Linked DNA regions of Oryctolagus cuniculus: region 1 is linked to region 2. A link is a contact called in public Hi-C data. All regions are on one chromosome and are shown on one strand. Each heading gives the region's core, a stretch centred on a gene start, on an enhancer-like site or on the middle of the called end of the contact. The rest is flanking DNA. Distances are from core to core; before and after follow the strand shown. Region 1 has its middle 260 kb from the start of NSG2. Region 2 holds the start of C6H5orf47 (chromosome 6 C5orf47 homolog).

The links. Hi-C and Micro-C count contacts between places; a contact is called where the count stands out from the background.
Region 1: a Hi-C map of an unstated tissue shows a contact between it and region 2, with 2.7 times the contacts expected there. The contact joins the enhancer-like site here to the promoter of C6H5orf47 in region 2. A contact is called at or near these places in 2 of 6 Hi-C or Micro-C datasets (ear pinna and an unstated tissue).

Annotation. Positions count from the first base shown.
Region 1 is chr6:60,730,828-60,735,164 of mOryCun1.1, reverse strand. No RefSeq gene overlaps it. Among named protein-coding and RNA genes, the nearest start is that of NSG2, 260 kb to the right of the region's middle. Within about 2 kb of position 2,369, at least 1 of the 8 cell types and tissues checked has an H3K27ac peak or open chromatin away from gene starts, as enhancers often do.
Region 2 is chr6:60,417,245-60,421,841 of mOryCun1.1, reverse strand. It overlaps C6H5orf47 (chromosome 6 C5orf47 homolog), which reads right to left and starts at 1,566. Exons shown (of 7, transcript XR_011389906.1): 1 at 1,208-1,566.

The DNA of each region.
Region 1 (4,337 bases), core at 1,120-3,619, 310 kb before region 2:
GTTGTAACTAAGGCAGGGATGAGACAAAGACCGCGTGCGCTGCTGCGGGAGCTGGTGTGTGGATGAGGCCGGGGGAACCGCGAGGGACCGACTGCAAGAAAGCCGCAGTCCGTGTGCATCTGAGGTCAGCATGCTCAGGCGCACGCTGCGTGTCCCGCCCACGTGTACACACTGGGCAGCTGAGGCTCCGGGCGGACCCGGAGGAGCCGGGCTGGCACTGGGACCTCGGTCCTCCTGGCTCTTGGTCACCCCCGACCTGGAATCCCTAAGCTTCCAGGACCTGCATCCCGCAAAGCCTCCTCGCCAGGAGCTGCCGCGGCGAAACAAAGGGGCCGCTCTAGCCGTCGTGCGGGGAGCATCCTGGCCACCAGGGGGCAGCGTGCGCCCTTGCCGACGCCTCCGTCCCGCACCTGCTGACGCCGGCGCCACTCCTCTTGGCCCACGCGCCCCGCGCACCCCGGCGCCCCAGTGGCTCCTGCCTGCCTCCGGGGCACCTCGCTGCTTCCGACCTCCCTTGCCGCCTCTCGGATGCGAGAACTGAATGCCTTTTCCTCTTTCAGGGCCCAGCTCGGCGCTCTGTTCACGGAGGCTTCCTGCGTCGCCCACCCCCACCGACAGGTGCATCCTCCCCGCCCACGAGGCTCCCCAGCCCCCAGCCAGCCCGCGCCTCCATCAGCCCCACTCTCGGCCGGAAAGCAGTGTCCAGAGTCAAGGGCAGCGCCAGCGTGGATTCGAGTGTCCGCACGCTGTCCAGACGCATCCCGGAAAACCTGCACAAATGTGGGGGGCTGCAGCCCTCCAACCCCCACCCCCGGGCTGGGAAGCAGCCAGGGCCTGGGGCTGTCCCGTGCTAACAGCAGGGGGATGCCTTTGGATCTTTCTCCAGCTCCTGGCTGGACCACGCCTAGGTCTCTGCAGGCCCAGCTGGCCACCCGCTGCTTCCCAGAGCTGCCCCTGCGGTGTGCGGTGTCCAAAATAATAGATTTTCAACAAAACGTCTTGAATGAATGAAAACCGCAAACATCCTTCGGGAAGAACGCAGTAGCATCGCCATCGCCATCCCCGTGTTCCCGGTGGGGGCTGCAGGGCAAGAAGGGAGAGCTGGTGTTCCAAGAAGGGACGGTTCTTTCCGTTTTCATTTGCTGTCTGTAGCAGGGAGGCCTCCCTGCCTGGGAAGCTGTGCTCCTGCAGATGGAGGTGTTGAGTGGGTCAGGGGCCCCGCCCCCCAGTCCTGCGGGAGAGCGGAGGCTGGGCGGGGCCAGAGGCCAAAGCGCAGGAGACAGGCGAACAGCACCCGTTGGGCCTGCAGCCACCTGTGCCTGCCTCCAGGCTGTGTCCCAGGCACCATCCACAACCCCTGGCCAGCCAGGGCCCTGCGTGGTCAGGCCGTCCCCTGGGGTGGCTTGGCTTATTGACCCCTGTGTCACTCTTTGGTCTGATTTCCTGTAGGACCGCGCTGTCTCCCACTCATCCATGGTCTTCACGCCAGGACACAGGGCTCCTGCTTGTCCCTCGGGGCTGGGCCACTCTCTCCCTCCTGGCTGATCTGAGCCACTGCTCCAGTGAGGGCCCCGCCCCAGCCTGCATCCCTCGCTTCTTCGGTTGCTGCTTCCCTTCTGCCTTCTTTGTGCTCCCCCTGCTCCACGGGGCCACCCCAAGGAGGAGGAGGAGCAGGGAGAGGAGCCGGAAGAGCTGGAAAAAGCAGGGGCTGGATCGGAGCTTCCCCGGGCTTGGTCTTGTGACTCTCTGCCACCAACGTGGCACTGGCCCTGGCCCTTGGGCACCAGAGGTGGAACGGAGCCTGCTGCTCCTTGCTTACTTCTCTTTCCCCCATGGGCCCCAGATCCAGTGGGCGAGTCCTCTCGCAATAGTGGGTGCCACGCGAGATTTCCTGGCACAGCTGGAGGTGGAGAGAGACCACGCCCTTGACAGCTCCCCTTTGCTCCGTGTGCAGAGTAGACTCCAAGGGCAGCTGCAGTGGGGCCTGGTCCTTCGGGCATGACATCCCCTCCCCATCCTGGTGAACTACCACCATCTCTCCCACTTCCACCCAGGCGGGCCCCAGCCTCTCCAGGAGTCTATCCAAGTATATTTCCATGAAACTCGGTGTCCATGTATTGCAAACAGGAACTATACAAGAGCTTACAGGTCTGGAATCCCATGAATGTCTATGGCAACTACTTGGCATGCATTAATAACAGAAACAAATGACCAAGGGAGTTGACGTTGTGAAACATCTTGCCGTGGGAACTACACAGAGATGAAGACGCTGGAAAGAAGTGGACTTGGAGAACAGTATTTACAGCGCTGTTGCGAGCCGTGCTCAGTGAGCCAATAGCACAGTTGGAACTGGACCAAATGGAGCAGAGGGCCAGCTGCGGCTGAAATGCCTGGGCACTGTGCAGGCTGCCTGGGTCACGGTGCCCTCCTCCTGCTAACGGAGTGATCAAAATAATAATACATGCTACAGGCAAATAATCAGTGAGACGGAGCCCGCCATGGCTGTGCTAACTGCACCTGGGGGTGTGGTAGGTGGACTTGGGTGGCCAATAAGCTGGTTGTGGAGTCCTGGTGGGTACTCCAGGGCTGCTGTGGCACCTGCCTGCACCGTCCTGTTGGGACAGGTCAGGGTTGCCTTGTCTGTCTGGCCCATCCCTGTTTATAAGAAAAAGTCATGGAGGGGGTGCACCCTTGGCCTTGGCTCCCAGTGGGTGGAGCCAAGGGGCTGCCCACCAGGTCTCCACAGCTACCAAGGCTGCACGCTGATCCCAGGCTGAGCAGAGGTGAATCCTGGCAACCCTCAGTGTGTGCATGAGTCACTCCTCCAGCCTCGGGGGACCGTCGGAGGCTGGCAGCGCTGCCGGCCTGCCATTTACGATGTTCAGGGCCTGAGGGTGCTGGAGGCAGAGCCGTGAGATGTCTAGGTGAGTCGTGGTCCTCACTCCCTCTGCACACTTGCGCCAACCTCACAGTGAATGCCAGGCCCTGGGCTCAGAGCCCCAGGAGTTGACCTTAGGGGAGGGAAAAGTATTGTATTCAAACGTAGATCTGCCTCTTCCTAGCTATGTGCTGTTGGGGGAAACTATTTGACTTCTCTGGGCACTTTGCCCCAGGAGCAGCCAGAGCCTTGGTAGCCTAGCACGCACGGGGGTCTAAGCACGTTTCTCAGCTGCACCTGCAGGAGCCTGCGGCTTCCCTTCCTGTGAGGAGCAGCACTCCTCTTCTCGTGTGTTCATCTCCCCTAAGATACAAGACACCCACCTCTCTTTGCTTGGGGAGCCCCAATTTTGAACATGATCCCCAGGCTCTCCTTGTCTACTGCAGATAATTACTTACTTATTTCATCTCTAGTAGATACAAAGTAGAAATGCGCTGGAGACCAAACCAGGGGTCTCCCTTAATCTGGAGGGTAGAGATAGTGGCAGAGACAGGTCTTTGATGCTGGCCACTGAACTTGAACTTGGAATCTATCTTGGGAGCCACGAGGGTTTGCAGAGAAAAGTTCAGATGTCCATGCCGGGAAAGATCCATGGGAGGGGTGAGTCTGGATGCAGAGGGACTGAGAGAGGTGGGCACAGGGTGATGTGCAGGTGTCGGCCAGGGCTGTAGGGGAAGCCACCGTCTCTGCTAATGTTCTCAACTGTATTTGGTCTCACCATTGAGGACCTGCGTGCCCCGGCTCCTGGAGCGTACCCATGACAGCCACTCAGGGAATGAGCTCCAGAGCAAAAAGCTCCCACCTTGGGGCAGTGGGGAGCGCTGTGAGCACACTCACATTCACCGTGAGCTGCTTGGGACAGCAAGGCCACACAGGAAAGTGCTGCAGAGGTCAGGGCCAAGTTCATTGCTGCACTGAATGCCCACTTCCACTTACATGTCAGCTTCCCATCGTCTCCCTTCCTACGAGGCATGTGCCAGTGCGCCCAACCCCTAGGCCACCTGTGCCCCAAGTCGAGGTCTGGCTTTGTGGCAGCTGCAGCCGCTTCTTCTTGTAGATTCATGGACTCAGCACTTCCCCAAGCTCAGTACCGGCACCATGGCCGGTCACTTCCACTCCCATTTGCAGGCTGTTTTTAAGTTGACTCATCTCTTATCCTTGGCACCATCCCAAGTGAAACAATGAGTTTGATAAGCAAATTGGGTTTTTTTTGTTTCTGATGCACATTAAGAGAAGAGCATCTTTGTTAAAACTCAAACATTTGTTGGAATGCAAAAGCAGTTTCCTGCCCGCGCAAGCAACCACAAGGGAGCTCCCTTCCAGTAGGGTCAAGTTCACGGCAGGATCCACTCTCCTCCACCCATGTTCTCGCTGCAGACTCGGCCCTCAGAACCCAGCC
Region 2 (4,597 bases), core at 317-2,816:
TTTCAGATTTATTTGAAAGGCGGAGTAACAGAGCAAGAGAGTGTAGGGAGCAGCGAGAAAGACAAAGACAGAGCTCTTCCATTTGCTGGTTCACTCATCACATGGCCCCAGGCTGCAGCCAGGAGCCACTAACTCCTGCGGGGTCTCTCACCTGGGGGACAGAGAGCCAAGCACTTGGCACCTTAACAGGAAGCTGGATGGGAAGTGGAGTGGCAGGGACTCTACATTATAGGCAGTAGCTTAACCAGCTGCACATTGTAATCTTTTTTTTTTTTTTTTTAAGATTTATTTATTTGAAAGAAGAGTTACAGAGAGAGAGACAGAGAGAGAGAGAGAATTGGTCTTCCATCCACTGGTTCACTCCCCAAATGGCTGCAACAGCCAGAGCTGAGTAGATCCAAAGCCAGGAGCCAGGAGCATCTTCCAGGTCTCCCAAGAGGGTGCAGGGACCCAAGGTTGGGCCACCTTCCACTGCTTTTCCAGGCCATAGCAGAGAGCCAGAGCAGAAGTGGAGCAGCCCGGACTTGAACCAGTGCTCCTATGGGATGTTGGTGCTGCAGGCCAGGGCTTTAACCCACCGCACTACAGTGCAGGCCCCGTGCACAATGTAATCTTAAACAAAACTGATTTTAACTTATTCATCTTTTTGAGCAACACGCTTTCCGTACACAGAGGGCATCACGGACCAGGAACCCTTATGGACAACAGCAAAAATAGATCAAATTCATAGAAATAAACTTAGTAATCTGGTAAACTCTATAAGGAGACAAGTCTTCCTGAAAGCCTTCCTGAATGACACCAAAGCAGACAGGAGAAGTGGAAAGGCACTGGCTGCTTTCACACGGGCTGACAACGCCCTGCGCATGCCAGTCGCCCCTGCTGAACAATTTCAAAGGAGCCAAGAGCAGCCAGGGCCTCAAAACCCTGGCGGCCCTCAGTGGCTTCCGCTCCATCACGTCGCCTTGCAGGACCCTCGTCTCTACCGCGGCCGCCATTTTGCAGAGCAGCCTTGCAAGTGAATTAAGGGCTTTTCCGGCCACCCCCAGCCTACGGCCTCCTCACAGACGGACGGGCAGCCTCGGCCTGGCCGGCTGACCAGACCGACCGCTCACCCGCGGCCTGAGAAGCCACCGACACCAGGGCCGCCCTGGGCCCTCAGACGCCGGGACAAGGTGGCCGCCCCGCCCCGCCCCGGCGCCCCGGCCACCTGCACGCGCCGGCGGCCCGCGGCTCCTCCGCACTCGCAGCGCCGGCCCCTGGGAGGAGGTGGAGGCCTCAGCGCCCAGGCCCGGGGCCGCTGGGGCCGCCACCGCGGCTTCCGGTGGCAGCGGCTCCTCCTCGTTGTTGTCGTGTGCCTCCAGCCCCGGGCACGAAACCCCCTGAGACTGGCGGCCGCCCAGCTGCAAGACGCTGCCACACTGGTGCGAGCCGAAGCGGGTCACACAGACGAAGCGCGCCCGCCCCTGGCCCTGCTTCTGCCTCTGGTCTTTTGCCGCCATTGTGGGTTCTGTCACGCAGCCACCACTGTGGCCCTCAGCAACCAGCGGCCAAGGAGGGGGTGGGAGGGCTGGACCATTTTGGGGCGGGGGGGGCGCTGCTATGTGTTGGAGTGAGACCACTGCGCGCATAGGGGGGTGCTGAGCTGATTGAGTGGGCGGCAAGGGGGGCTGCTGTGAGCTGGGGGCAGTGCGGTGCGGACCGAGAGGTACCACCAGGGTCCCACCTTGGAAATGGTGCCAAGGGCTAGAGCGGGCCACCGTGCGGGCAGGCAGGGACGTGGGGATGGGCGAGGAAGGAGGACAGGAGAGGGACCAGGGAGCCCGCCGCTCTGTGGCGTCTGGGGAGGTGGGAGGCTGAAGCGAGAGGGAGGGTAGAGGGAGCAAGAAGATGCTTGATGCTTGGTTGAGAAGGAACGCAGATCTGTTAAGTGATGCGGAAGTTTGGGGTCCAGTATACTATACTTGCCGATTAGGTCAAAGCTGCGTCATGCCGTATTGACACCTCTGAAGGCATGTATCCTTACTGAGTGTTTTGGTCTCTTCATGCTGTCAGTTAAATGATGTCAGCATGTCCCATCAGTTACTGAGGGGAGTGTACTAAAAATCTTCCACTACAGCTGTGAATTGCTTCATTTCTCTGAATTTGCTTTATATGCCTTTAACATCTGCTAGATGCTTACATATTTTGAATTGTTATATATTCTGGTAATTCGACACGTTCATCTTTTAAAATTTATTTACTTGCAAATCAGAAAAAAAGAGAGAGAATCTTTCATCTGCTAGTTCACTCCCCAGATTGCTGCAATGCCCGGGATTGGGCTAGGCCAAAGCCAGGAGCCAGGAGCTTCTTCCAGGTCTCCCATGTAGGTAGCAGGGGCCCAAGGACTTGGGCCATCTTCTGCTGCTTTTCGCAGGCCATAGCAGAGAGCTGGATCCATAGTAGCGCATCTAGGACATGAAATGGCATCCAAATGGGATGCCAGGGTTGGCAGGCAGCGGCTTTGCTTGTTTGCCACAACACTGGCCCTGACCCTTTTATCTTTAAGAAATGCTTCTTATGGTCGGTGCCGAGGCTCAATAGGCTAATCCTCTGCCTGTGGCGCGGGCACACCGGGTTCTAGTTCCGGTCAGGGCGCCGGATTCTGTCCCGGTTGCTGCTCTTCCTGTCCAGCTCTCTGCTGTGGCCCGGGAAGGCAGTGGAGGATGGCCCAAGTGCTTGGGCCCTGCACCCGTATGGGAGACCAGGAGAGGCACTTGGCTCCTGTCTTCGGATCAGCCCAGTGCGCTGGCCGCAGCAGCCATTGGGGGGTGAACCAATGGAAAAGGAAGACCTTTCTCTATCTCTCTCTCTCTCATTGTCTAACTCTGCCTGTCAAAAAATAAAAAAATAAAATAAAAAAAGAAATGTTTCTTATCTCTAGTGATGTTTCCTGCATGTGTTTTTGTGGTTGGTGTTTTACGGTCTGTTTTTTTCATTCTTTTACTTTTGAGTCTTTTTTCATCCTTGGTGTATAAGCAGCAATTGGATATTTTGGAATTCTAAAGTATATTTTAAGCACCATGATATATTAATATTATTTTATTGTCAATGTACATTTGAGGGGTTGGCACTGTGGCATAGCCAGTAAAGCCACCACCTGCAGATCCGGCGTCCAATATGGGAGCTGGTTCCAGTCCTGGCTACTCCACTTCCAATCCCGCTCTCTGCTGAGAAAGCAGTACAGGATGGCCCAAGTCCTTGGGACCCTACACCTGTGTGAGAGACCCGGAAGTAGCTCCAGGCTCCTGGCTTCAGATCAGCCCAGCTGTGGCCATTGCGGCCATTTGGGGAGTGAACCAGCAGATGGAAGACCTTTCTCTCTCTGACTCTGCCTCTTTGTAACTCTGCCTTTCAAATAAATAAATAAATCTTAGAAAAATGTACATTTGGATTCACTGATACATTTACCCTTTCCATTGCATTCATTTTTAGATATCCATGTTTCCAAGTAGGATCATTTTGCCTCTGCCTCAAGAGCAATCTTTAGTTTTTATTTAGTTTGGTTCTACTGGTGATGAATTCTCTTAGTTTTAATCCAATATGTGTTTTTAAACCTTTCCAATTTTATTTATCAGAGAGGCAGGGAAACAAAGAGCTCCCATCCTCTGGTTCACTATCCAGATACCTTCAACATCCAGGGCTGGACCAGGCCCAAAGCTAGGAGCCAGGACCACAATCCAGGTCTCCCACACGAGTGGCAGGAGCCCAGTTATTGAACCATCACTGCTGCCAGTCAGGGTCCACTCTCGCGGGAAGCTGGAGACAGGAGCCAGAGCTGAAAACTGAACCTAGGTGCTCCAGTATAATACATGGTCGGGGCCGGTGCTGTGGTATAATAAGTTAAGCCTCTGCCTGCAGCGCCAGCATCCCATATCGGCGCTGGCTTGTGTCCCAGCTGCTCTTCTGTCGATCCAGCTCTCTACTAATGGCCTGGGAAAGCAGAAGATGGCCCAAGTGCTTCAGCCCCTGCACCCACATGGGAGACCTGGAAGAAGCTCCTGACTCCTGGCTTCTAACTAAGGCCTGGCCTAGCCCTGACTGTTATGGCCAATCTGAGAAATGAACCAGTGGATGGGAGAACTCTGTCTCTCCCTCTCTTTCTTTTTCAAAGCACTCTACTGAAAGCTTATTGCTTTCACATCATTGTAAAGTGTAAAAAAAAAAAAAAAAGAAAGAAAGAAATCAATCACAAGTCAACCCATCATGAGTCAGAGACTGTTGTTCCTTTGAGAAGTCAGCTGTCAGTCATTACTGCACTTTTCCAAGTGATCCATCTTTTCCTTTTGCCTGATTTTTCAGATTATCTTTTTTACTTTACCTTTCAGCAATTCTACTGGGATGTGACTAGGTGTGATTCGCTTGGGCATTGTGGTGCTTCTGAGATGTGTAACTTTATATCATTGGTCACGTTTTGGTAAATTCTAGGCTCTTAAGCCTCCAGCTGTCATCTCTGCCCCACTCCTTCTGTTCTGGGGCTCCACTACATGTAGGTCACATCTTGTGGCCTTGCCTCACGTGTCTCTGGTGCGCTGGAAACCTGTGCTTTTTTCTCTGGCTG